Linked DNA regions of Mus musculus: all the other regions are linked to region 3. A link is a contact called in public HiChIP or PLAC-seq and promoter capture Hi-C data. All regions are on one chromosome and are shown on one strand. The core of a region is the stretch at or near the end of the contact, and the rest is flanking DNA. Distances in the headings are between cores, read along the strand shown.

What was found. Promoter capture Hi-C pulls out the DNA fragments that hold promoters and counts their contacts. HiChIP or PLAC-seq counts read pairs in DNA pulled down with a chosen protein or histone mark.
Region 1: a promoter capture Hi-C map of hippocampal neurons shows a contact between it and region 3, with 5 times the contacts expected there. The contact joins the promoter of Dnm1l here to the promoter of Abcc1 in region 3. A contact is called at or near these places in 1 of 39 promoter capture datasets (hippocampal neurons), 2 of 115 datasets of contacts at active chromatin or transcription factors (astrocytes and bone marrow-derived dendritic cells) and 1 of 9 other capture datasets (adipose tissue).
Region 2: a contact with region 3 is called in a promoter capture Hi-C map of second pharyngeal arch cranial neural crest, with 7 times the contacts expected there. The contact joins the promoter of Spidr here to the promoter of Abcc1 in region 3. A contact is called at or near these places in 3 of 39 promoter capture datasets (cranial neural crest, liver and second pharyngeal arch cranial neural crest) and 1 of 484 Hi-C or Micro-C datasets (B cells).
Region 4: an H3K27ac HiChIP or PLAC-seq map of bone marrow-derived dendritic cells shows a contact between it and region 3, with 7 times the contacts expected there. The contact joins the promoter of Yars2 here to the promoter of Abcc1 in region 3. A contact is called at or near these places in 3 of 39 promoter capture datasets (cranial neural crest, hippocampal neurons and pre-B cells), 2 of 115 datasets of contacts at active chromatin or transcription factors (bone marrow-derived dendritic cells and thymic regulatory T cells) and 1 of 9 other capture datasets (adipose tissue).

Annotation. Positions count from the first base shown.
Region 1 is chr16:16,357,715-16,360,414 of GRCm38.p6, forward strand. Dnm1l (dynamin 1-like) reads right to left here and starts at 1,317. Exons shown (of 21, transcript NM_001360008.1): 1 at 1,050-1,317. The coding sequence starts at 1,151.
Region 2 is chr16:16,145,411-16,148,110 of GRCm38.p6, forward strand. Spidr (scaffolding protein involved in DNA repair) reads right to left here and starts at 1,441. Exons shown (of 20, transcript NM_146068.4): 1 at 1,335-1,441. The coding sequence starts at 1,367.
Region 3 is chr16:14,360,223-14,362,947 of GRCm38.p6, forward strand. Abcc1 (ATP-binding cassette, sub-family C (CFTR/MRP), member 1) reads left to right here and starts at 1,336. Exons shown (of 31, transcript NM_008576.3): 1 at 1,336-1,421. The coding sequence starts at 1,374.
Region 4 is chr16:16,301,519-16,304,296 of GRCm38.p6, forward strand. It overlaps Yars2 (tyrosyl-tRNA synthetase 2 (mitochondrial)), which reads left to right and starts at 1,447. Exons shown (of 5, transcript NM_198246.2): 1 at 1,447-2,229. The coding sequence starts at 1,466.

The sequences.
Region 1 (2,700 bases), core at 67-2,566, 2.0 Mb after region 3:
GTAGTTTTTCAGTCAAGGGAGCTGAAGCAGGGGGAGTGCTATGAGTTTCAGCCAATTCAGGTAACAAGGTAAATTCTTAGCCAGCTTGAAGTACAGAGTAGGGCTCATCTCAAAAACAATTCTCGCCAGGTGTAGTGGCACACGCCTTTAATCCCTGCACTCGGGAGGTTGAGGCAGGCGGATTTCTGAGTTCGAGGCCAGCCTGGCCAAAGTGAGTTCCAGGACAGCCAGGGCTATACAGAGAAACCCTGTCTCGACGCCCCCCCCCCAAAAAAAAACAAAAACAAAAACAAAACAAAACAATTCTCCCCAGGAGGATAGAGGCACTGAATGGTCTTCCAGAAGTCAATTCCCAGCAACCACATGGTGGCATGGTGGCTCACAACCATCCATAATGGGATCTGATGCCCTCTTTTGGTGTGTCTGAAGACAGCGACGGCGTACTCACAAACATTAAAACAAACAAAACCAACAAAAAACGCCCTCCTCCCCTAAAGTTCTGTTGCTCCTCTTCAGTTCAAAGCAGGCATTTTTTTAAAAAATGAAACTCACATATCTCTGCTATTCTAGATATCTATTCAACATTCTTTCATACAAAATTTGGACTTATCGCCAATACCCCACATAAGGCCTGAGAACCTTATACCAAATTTGGGTCACAGTAACAAAATTACAAACACCAAAGTCATGGTGCTCCTTCCTAACTTTAGGCCTCCAACTACACCCGGGATTTTCTTTTAATCTTATTTTTACTTTGTAATAGCTCCGTGGGCCACCGACTCACCACTAGCTTGCTGCCTGTCTGCTCACAGCAACTCCTGAGTCCGTCGCGTCCTCAGCGGCCGGAAGGAAGCGACAGCCGCCCACACGCCCGCCCGCGCGTCCCCCGAGTGCCCTTGGGCCAAGCCGCGCCGGGCTGTAGGCTGCAGGGCCACTCAGTCCCGCTGAGCGCCCGGGAGCAGAGCGGAGCGCCGAGCTGCCGGCCTCCTCCTGGCGACACCTGCAGGCCTGCGGCCGAGCCAGGCCTCGCAATCGCGGCCTCATCTTACCTGCGTTCCCACTACGACGATCTGAGGCAGCTGGATGATGTCCGCACCCACTGTGTTGAAGACGTCCTGCAGCTTATTGATGACCGGGATCAGCGCCTCCATGACCCCCGAAACACTGGACCCCCAACCCAGCAGGCCACTGCAATGAATGGGGACTCGACCCACAGCCCGCTTGCTTCCTCTTCTCCTCCGCCCTTTCCTCGGGAGCCCGCACCCATTGGGCCGGGCCAGCACCCAGCCCGCTCCCGGCAGGCCACGCGCCACGACAGAGGTGGGCGCGCAAAGGCTGCCGGGAGATGTAGTTCAGGCTGAGTGGAACGCGAAGGCCTATTCTAGAAGGTTTCAGGTATCGACCTGAACTGGGCGGGTAAGGAAGCTGAGACCGTGAATCTGAGTCTACTATAGTCAAAATGCTAGCTAACAGCTAGATGAATAATGATTGTTAGAGTGTTATGTATGAGTATGCCTCCAGGAGTTGGGACACACCAATTTTATGGACAACCATGGAAGACTTAGACAAAAGGTTAACAAGGTCTGTACTACATAGTGAAATCCTGTGTTTATAAGAAGGGATAGAGTCGCCGGGCAGTGATGGCGCATGCCTTTATCCCAGCACTTGGGAGGCAGAGGCAGGCGAATTTCTGAGTTCGAGGCTAGCCTGGTCTACAGAATGAGTTCCAGGACAGCCAGGGCTACACAGAGAAACCCTGTCTCGAACCCCCCCCCCCTTCCAAAATAGGGATAGAGTCTATTAATTAACCAATGTCATTTCCTTATGAGAAGTACTACTTTATGAAGAGCAATCAAGGAAACTATAGGAAAACTTAAAAGAATGTCTCCAGACATTTCTACCGCTCCAGCCTACCCACCAAGAGAGTTTATCTGGTCAAAGTTCTGAGAGTGAATGATAAGCCCTTAGAACTAGACATTCGTATCACACACACCAACTACGACTTAAGGTACAATGCAGAAATGAAGGCAGAAAGAATATAAGAAACCAAGGATTGAGCAGCTGTCATCTACTTACAAAGCTGTAGTTGTAGCCTGAATACATAGCACTATATACCTGCACAAGATTGGGCCCTCCAGCTATCTATCATAGAAACAGGAGGTGCCCATGAAGCTCCATTCTTTCTAAAGGAGCAGTAACTGTGAATGTTTGCTGGAGTTGGGGATTAGCTTTTTCTATTAGTATACCCACTAGGACTAATAGGTGGGAAGAAGGAGTCCTAGAAAGGAAGGGGGAATATCAGAGGGTAATGAGGGTACCAAAATAATCACAATATACTGGATTTTAAGACTGTTAAACATAAATAAAACAGTAACTCAGAGCCACAAACTCCCCAGCCTGAGAGGAGTGAAAAGCCAAGCAAAACTTGTTGCTATCTATTCATGATAGCCATGAGCACTCATAGTCACAAAGTTGTGGATTGTATAACTGGAGGGGTTACTTACCATTCACCTGCAACATATGCCATAGGAGACAGGCTTTACTGTTCAGAACACAGATGGTGGCTGGTTAATAAGTTTTGAAAAACACATAAATGAAAGACTCTGAAGATCCAGAAGTGATTTTTGGACATCTTGGCAAATGTTGTGACCTTCCCTTTTGTCTTTTAAAAACAAAGATTTCAGAATCCAAAACCAAGTG
Region 2 (2,700 bases), core at 191-2,690, 1.8 Mb after region 3:
GCCTTTAATCCCAGCACTTGGGAGGCAGAGGCAGGCGGATTTTTGAGTTCTAGGCCAGCCTGGTCTACAAAGTGAGTTCCAGGTCAGCCAGGGCTATACAGAGAAACCCTGTCTCAAAAAACCAAAAAAAAAAAAAAAAAAAAAAAGAAGAAGAAGAAGAAGAAGAAGAAGAAAGAAAGAAAGAAAAGAAAAGAAAAGAAAAGAAAAGAAAAGAAAAGAAAAGAAAAGAAAAGAAAAGAAAAGAAAAGAAAAGAAAAGAAGCCGGGCGTGGTGGCGCACGCCTTTAATCCCAGAACTCGGGAGGCAGAGGCAGGAGGATTTCTGAGTTCAAGGCCAGCCTGGTCTACACAGAGAAACCTTGTCTCGAAAAAAAAAAAAAAAAAAAAGTTGTTGAGAATAGGCACAAAGTCAAAATTTGGAGCTGGGCAGTTAGGAGAAGTGAATGAGCAGCTATAAGAGTGAATCAGGACTTTAGGGACGCTTAAATAAATGTATACAGTTAGCAAGGGTATCGAGGGCTGCAAGAACTAATTTATGTTAGATGTAGAAATGTTTTAATTCCTTGATTTTTTCATCTTTTAGTCTTCCTGAAATTTAAATTAGTCTTTTAAATCATAAGTTATACGTGCTTTTACTCTCTAAATAAGTTACAAAGTTCACAGTGTCATCTTTCAAGGCTATCTGAGAAATAAGTACGAATGGTAGTGTTAAGGGAGTTTAGCATTTAGTGAAAGGAAGAGCAGGTGAGGGAATGAAGCACCGTTTGCTGTTCTAAATTTTGAGTATTATGAAATAATCATCTGTAAGTGAGGAACTTTGAAAAGGCAAAATATGATCCAAGAGAAACACAATGTCGGAGAAATGTAGAGGATCGCTTAAATTTCATCCATGTAACAGTTCCTACAACAGTGCCTACAGTATACAGGGACTGCGGGAGACACGGGAGAAGCACGCCTCTCAGAAAGTTTAGGCGGGAAAGCAAAGTGTAGCAAAAGATGCCTGGGACAGAAGAGATACTCCAATACCCACTACTGTCTTGGTGTGTTAAGCAACAAAATAAAACGGAGGCAAATGAACTGCCAGACGCCAGCTCACACTCACTCCGAATCAATTCGTCCTCCCTGTCAGCCACCCACCCGCTTGGTTCCCAGGACCATTCAGCAGACCTGGGCAGAGGCAGAGCGAGGGAACCCTGCCTAGACCGACCGCCACCAACGGGCTCGTGCCGGTCAGACTGGGCGCACCAGCTCCCTTCACCGGACCAGGGACAGGCACGAGAAGCCCACAGAGGTTACACGCCCGCCCTCTGCTTTCATAGCAACAGCACAGCGTACCTTGGACGTGCCGGGGCGGCGGGCTCCAGACATCTCCTACGTGCACAGTCTTCCTGCTCGCCGCCCCATCCGGAAGCCGCCCATCACGCGCCCCGCCCCCTTCCCTCTGGCGACGCCCCTTCCCGCGCCCCGCCCCCTTTCCTCCGGAGACGCCCCTTCCCGCGCCCCGCCCCTTGCGAAAGCCGTCGTCTCAAGTTCCACGGGCTCAAACTGAGGGAGCTGCTGTCTAGGCTCTTCCTCTCGCTCTTTAGGGAGCCTGAGAGCTGATCTACAGGTCATCCTCTCTCCTAGCTAAGCAAAGCCTTAGAGCAGTAACCAGTGATGTGTTAGAATAGCGGGTCACCAAGAAGCACACTAGGCCCAGGCAGTTCAACGTGAAGAGGTTTTATTGAGAGGGAGAGATAAGGGAGTGGCAGAGAGAGAAGAGAAGAGAGCGAGGAGGGGGTGTTCTCCTTATTTATATGGAAAATGATGTAACACAAGTAAGGGTGGGAGGTGAGCCAAGTGAGTTCTGGGATATGGTGGTCGTTGGCTTGGCAGCCGTAAACTAGAATTCAATAATTATTGTTAATTAGTAATAAAACATAAGTAAGCCAGGAAAAGGAATAGTACTTCTCTAACTAATGAGGAATTCTTAAATATAAAATTCATAAATATCAAGAGCAAAGATTTCCTATTTAAAAAAAAAAACTATAGGAACACTAGTTGGATTTGTTATAAAGTAGGTTTCACATACTATAGATCTGGGAAAAGCCAGAGAGCTTACATTCTTAAATTTCTAGATGCTGGTTCAGGGAACATTTTAATGTGGAAGATGAAGCCGTTCCTTGGATGTTTTAAAGCGCTAGGACATAGTTGTCTATGTATGTTCAAACCAGCAGGACAGAGAGCTGCTACTTGAGTGGAAACTGGATTAACAGGGTTTCTAGTGTCGAAAAAAACACTAAATAAGTCCTTGTCAAGAATGTGTTTGCATGGGACTTAAGTAGAAACTAGATTAGCGGAGGCATATTCTATAAAGATATATATTGAAGAAAATATTAAATAAACTATATTGTTGAAAACTTGGAGTGGACAATGGAAAGGATTCTCAGAAAGTTGTATTTACAGATGTGTACAGAAGAGGAGCTTAGAGCCTGGGTGGTGACTTTATTCTCTAACTGAAAGATAGGCAGAGTGGGAAACAAGGCCCTTAATGAATTAAAAATACTACTGCAAGTGGAGCAGTTTTTGATATGCCATTCTGCAAAGGGGGACTACAGCATAGGAGAAAAAAGGACAAAATGACTGGCTTACTGACGTAACACAAGACAGTGGGGTTTTCTGTCTGCTTTGGGTTTCTGTTTGTTTCTTCCACTGGTTAGCT
Region 3 (2,725 bases), core at 86-2,585:
AGCAAGACTCCTGCTATACAGCAGATGCTCAATAAATATGGGTAACAGTGCATTGAGAATTGTTACCTGAAAGTAATTATCTTTAAAAAACTTATTCACAGAGGTAAAGAAACTTCCTGCCAAGCCTGATGACTTGAGTTAGCTCCCTGGAATCCACAAAGTTCCACAAAAAACAACTCTCCCAGGCTGTCCTGACCTCCACAAGCACAAGTTTATATACACACCCACACACATACACACATAGAAGTAAATGCTGTTACTACAACCACCACCTCCACCACCACCACCACCACCACCACCACCACCACCAAACTCTTATTCATACTGAGGGGGACCTGACTTGTGGTTGACCTTCAAAAATTGTTTATCTTACTCATTTTCTTTATTACTTTTTAAATTAAAATATTTTTTCAGGGGTATACATAGCTCAGCTGGTGGAGTGGTTCCTGCTGACAACAAAACCTAGGAGGAAGCCTGGGTTTTGTTGTCAGCGCCCCAGGTGGCTGGGGTAATAAGAAGTGGAGGAAAGGTGATGCACACCTTTAATCCCAGAGCTTGGGAGACAGAGGCAGGCAGATCTCTGAGTTCGAGGCCAGCCTGGTTTACAAATTGAGTTCCAGGACAGCCAGGGGCTTCATAGAGAAACTTCAGTCTGTCTTAAAAAAAAAAAAAAAAAAAATGGAGGCAGAGGGGCTCACAAGTTCAGGGTCATTCATCCTCTACTACATAGTGCTTTAGAGGCCAGATTTAGTTATTATATGAAACCCTGTCCCCAAATTCCTCATACCAAGTAATAAGGAAATGAGTTATTTCCTGGCTGCACTCAGAATGGGAGAAATTCCCAGGGTGCTTTGCAGACCATGGAGGAGGGGTGGCAAACTGGTGTTCAGGATGGAGATCTCAGTGTTTAGAATGGATTCATAGGGCTCCTGATTCAAACGAACTACACTTCTACTCGTTGAGGGACTCTGAGCGAATTTCCTCACCTTTCTGAGCCTCAGTTTCCTTATCTGTTCTCTTTCCTTTCTTGGGAGCTCACATCCATATCCCTCCAGGTGCAACTGAAGGAAAAAGCCCTAAAATCACGCAAGCACCGAGCGTTCTCCCGCAGCGGGGGGCCAGCGGTACAGTTAGGGTCACCTGGGATGAAGCCCAGGTGTGGAGGGCCCAGTGCGGGGTTCTTCCGGGCCGTGTCGGCTTTAGGAGCCGCCAGTGAGTGGGAGCTGCAGACGAGGCCTGCAGGCCCAGGCCAGGGCAACTCGTGGCCGTGCTCGCTCCCACGCGCGGGGCGGGGCGGGGTGGGGCGGGGCTGCATCCCGGTGACGCGGGCCAACCGCGCGGCGCTGCGCCTCCTCGCTCAGCCGGCCGCCCGCATGGCGCTGCGCAGCTTCTGCAGCGCTGATGGCTCCGATCCACTCTGGGTAAGGTGGTGGGCCGCGGGGGACGGCGCGGGGGCGACCGGGGACTCGGAGGACGTGGGGGGACGCTGGGACGCGCGGACCCAGCTGCTCCCCTAGCCGGAGCCCTGCTCTGCTTACGCGGGGATTCGCCACCCGGGCCCCGGCGTAGCCGCCGCTCTCTTACTCTGGGGACCGGGTTCCGGGAGAGCTGGGTGTGTGCGGGGAGGTGCCTCTGTGCTTTGGGGTTCTGCCATCGGGAAGGGACGCCAGATCTGGAGGCAGCAAATTGGGGATTTTCTGTGTTTTGTGGGGGTAGGATCTCCGTTTACCGCGCACACACTATCATAGAGCACCGTGCAGGAGCCCAGACTCTAGAAAGGGACTTCCCATCGCTTGTGTTGGGGTTCCCCACTGTTTGTTTTACCTCTCGTTTACTCTGGCTTCATGTTTTTTTTTCTCATCCTCTCTCCTTTCTGCCTAAATGCTATCAGGGAACTTTAAGGAAATAAGGAAAAGCCAAGAGAGGGGAGAAGGGCCTTTCTGTCTCTTTTTGTAGGTTTGGGGTGCAGTGGAAAATGCCCTGGACTCTGTAACCAGGAGAGTGCCTTCTACTCTGAGTCAGAGAGACTCCGCTGCTCTGGGGATGTCCCGGGGACTTCAGGCCCTCTCCAGGTAGCTTTCTTGTGAAATGATCCTAGGCTGGGTTCCCTGGCTGACTGCTCTAATCTCCAGTGCTTGTGTATTTCGTGTTCCTGTAATGCTGTTCCTGTAATGCGATTTGCCTGTTATTCCAGAACACTCCTGCATCACATTGTCCTGATTATTAGTGACTACAATAGGAAACCCTGGACACAATGACTTTTCTTTTTGTTTGAGAAACAAGAAAAACATCCCTGTTTCTTAGCAGCTGATGGTTAGCGCCCACAAGTATTTGTTCTGTTTTGTGGTACCTCCGTGATAGACTGCATTAGGAATGATGACCCCTGAAGGCCCCCTGGGAGACTTTTGGGTGAGGAGGGTGCCAATTTTGGTTGAGAAACTTACCATACTTGGATAAATGGTTCATTTTAAAGCCAAGAGGTTGGAGGTTTCTCCAGAGCTGGAAACAGAGCTTGTGATTTACATTCGGGAGTCTGCAAGAGATAGGTGCCTGTTTGCCACACAGGAACACTGTGTGTCCTCTACCCTTGTGCCAAGTGTAGAGACAACGAGGTTATTTTGCAAGAACTCAGGGGGATCTGGGTCACTAACATGGGTGCTGGAGTATTTCCTGAATTTCTTTTTTCTCTTATGGTGGAGGGGAAGTAGACATTAGATTTTCTACC
Region 4 (2,778 bases), core at 197-2,696, 1.9 Mb after region 3:
GACCACCAAGGGTGGTGTTTCTTTTGGGACCCTGGGACAAGAGACTCAGGTGCATATTTTACATATGAAAACAGATCTGGCTTCCAGGTTCTCTCAGCATCCCTAAGTCTCTACCTGGCATACCCTATCCCCAACCCTGTACATTCCAGCCCAGGGGATGGGCTGCCCTTCCCTCAGACGCTCTTTGCTATACAATCTACACATTTTGCTCTCTCTCTCTCTCTCTCTCTCTCTCTCTCTCTCTCTCTCTCTCTCCCCACCCCCTGCCACAAGCCCTTTCTCCCCCCCCCCATGGCGACCCCCCCTGGCCTCAATTCTAGGGGGACAGTAAATCTGCTTTATAATCTAATCTGGTTTGAATTGGCTCATTTTACCGGAGAAAGGACCTATCAAGAGGCACCACCCACAGTGAGCTGGTCCCTTCCACATCAATCACTGATCACCACTGGCTTGTTCATAGGCCACATTGGTTGAGGGCATTTTCTCAGTTTAAGTACCTCAATGACTCTAACTTTGTCAACTTGGCATAAAACTAGCCAGCACACCTCTACTGCAACTTACTCCTGGCTCAATTGTTCTCTGTCTCCCTCCATAACCCCTACTTCTCTCACAATGGTAGGTGATGGCCACAAATGGCACATTCTCAATAATGCTACTCCACATAAATCAGGGAGTTTTGAAAGTATGGCCCACGTCTACTCATATATGGAAATGTCAGAATAAATTCATTATTTTGTACAATTTGTGTACGCTAATTAAAATGTTTAAAGAAAATTAGTCAGAATCTACAATGGGACTTGGGGGCTGGCTCACCTGCCATACAATTGCAAATGAGAGTCCTCATCCTGGTGAGAGGATTCCTAAAAGCACCTAATATGTTATGACTTTGAATGACTCCAGTTTTTGTTATACTAAACACAGGGAGTTCTTTCCTGTTTTGACTTTCCTCTTGCTAGGAGGAGACTGCCACCTTCAGGACACCCACTAATGACGTGTGTGTGTGTGTGTGTGTGTGTGTGTGTGTGTGCGCGCGCCTGCCTGCCTGCCTGTACTGTGACGAGGCTCTCATTAACTGGGGAAACTGGTACAAAGAAATTTCGTCTCCACTCCACTCCGAGTTCTTTCTACAGGTCCAAGACTTATGGGACTTGAGCATCACAGCTTTTGCATGATCATTTAAACGACAGTAAACATTTGTCGAGCGCTTACTACACCGCCAAGTGCTTTCACCACAGCTGTGAGACAGGAAGTACTATCACGACATCCTCACTGAGAAAACGGGAATGAAATGATAGAGGAACAGCGGGGGCCGCAAGACGGAACTCAGTCGGTCCACATTCCAGGACTGCCTACAGCACCAAAGCCTAACAGGCCTCCCGCTACGCCCGAGCATGCGTAGAGAGACACCGAGGCGCCCGCGGTCGCAGGGCGACAGAGGTCCAGCATGCCTTGCGTGTCCCGCAAGATGGCGGCGCCCATGCTGAGGCGCCTGTGCCGCGTTCCGCAGTCCCTGGTCTGGCTACGAGGGTCGCGTGCGGTGCGCCCGGGCGCGCGGGGAATGCTGGTGGCACCGAGGGCCCGCGGCTTGTTCAAGGAGTTCTTCCCCGAGAGCGGCACGAAGACAGAGCTCCCCGAACTCTTTGACCGCCGCAGGGCGGGCTCGTCCCCCCAGACGGTGTACTGCGGCTTCGACCCCACGGGCGACTCGCTCCACGTGGGGCACCTGCTAACTCTGTTGGGGCTCTTCCACTTCCAGCGAGCCGGCCACAACGTGATCGCGCTCGTGGGAGGCTCCACGGCCCTCCTGGGGGACCCCAGCGGCCGGACCAAGGGGCGCGAGGCGCTGAGCGCCGAGTGCGTGCGGGCCAACGCGCACGCCCTGCGGCGAGGGCTCGAGGCCCTGGCGGCCAACCACGCGCGCCTCTTCGCGGACGGCCGGCCCTGGGGCTCTTTCACGGTGCTGGACAACGCGGCCTGGTTCCAGGAGCAGCACCTGGTGGATTTCCTGGCCACGGTGGGCGGCCACTTCCGCATGGGCACTCTGCTGAGCCGGCTGAGCGTGCAGTCGCGTCTCAAGAGCCCCGAGGGCATGAGCTTGGCGGAGTTCTTTTACCAGGTGCTCCAGGCCTATGACTTCTACTACCTTTTCCAGCACTATGGATGCCGGGTCCAACTGGGCGGATCAGATCAGTTGGGCAACATCATGTCTGGCTACGAGTTCATCCACAAGTAAGCTGGAATTGTTAGAGCCTACGGAAACCCGGGGACGAGTATACAGAAGTAGTGTGTTATTCGTTAGGAAGATTGTAAGTTAGAGCTGGGAGTTAGAGCTGCTGGAAGCAGACCGATATTCAAGATTTGGATTGTGTCTGTTTTCCCTAAGTCGCCTTTAGTTTCTTTAGAAATTGTTATTTATCCTGAAAATAATTGGACTTCTGTTTAGAACCGTGTGCACTAATTTAGCTTTTCGCCTCCATAAAGATTTTCACAGCGTTTTCTTTTTTTAAAGATTGATTTATTTATGTATGAGTGCTCCATCTCTATGTAACACCTGCATGCCAGAAGAGGGCACCAAATTCTTATATTATATCCCACATGGTTGCTGGGAATTGAACCCAGGATCTCTGGAAGAACCACTGAGCCACCTCTCCAGTCCTCACAGTTTTCTTGAGGAACATAGATTATATGGCTGGTTCGTGTGCTACACGACAAAACTCATTTAAAAATATTAAAAGCCACCTTCTAAATGTACCTCCTGGTATCCTTTCGCCCAACTTT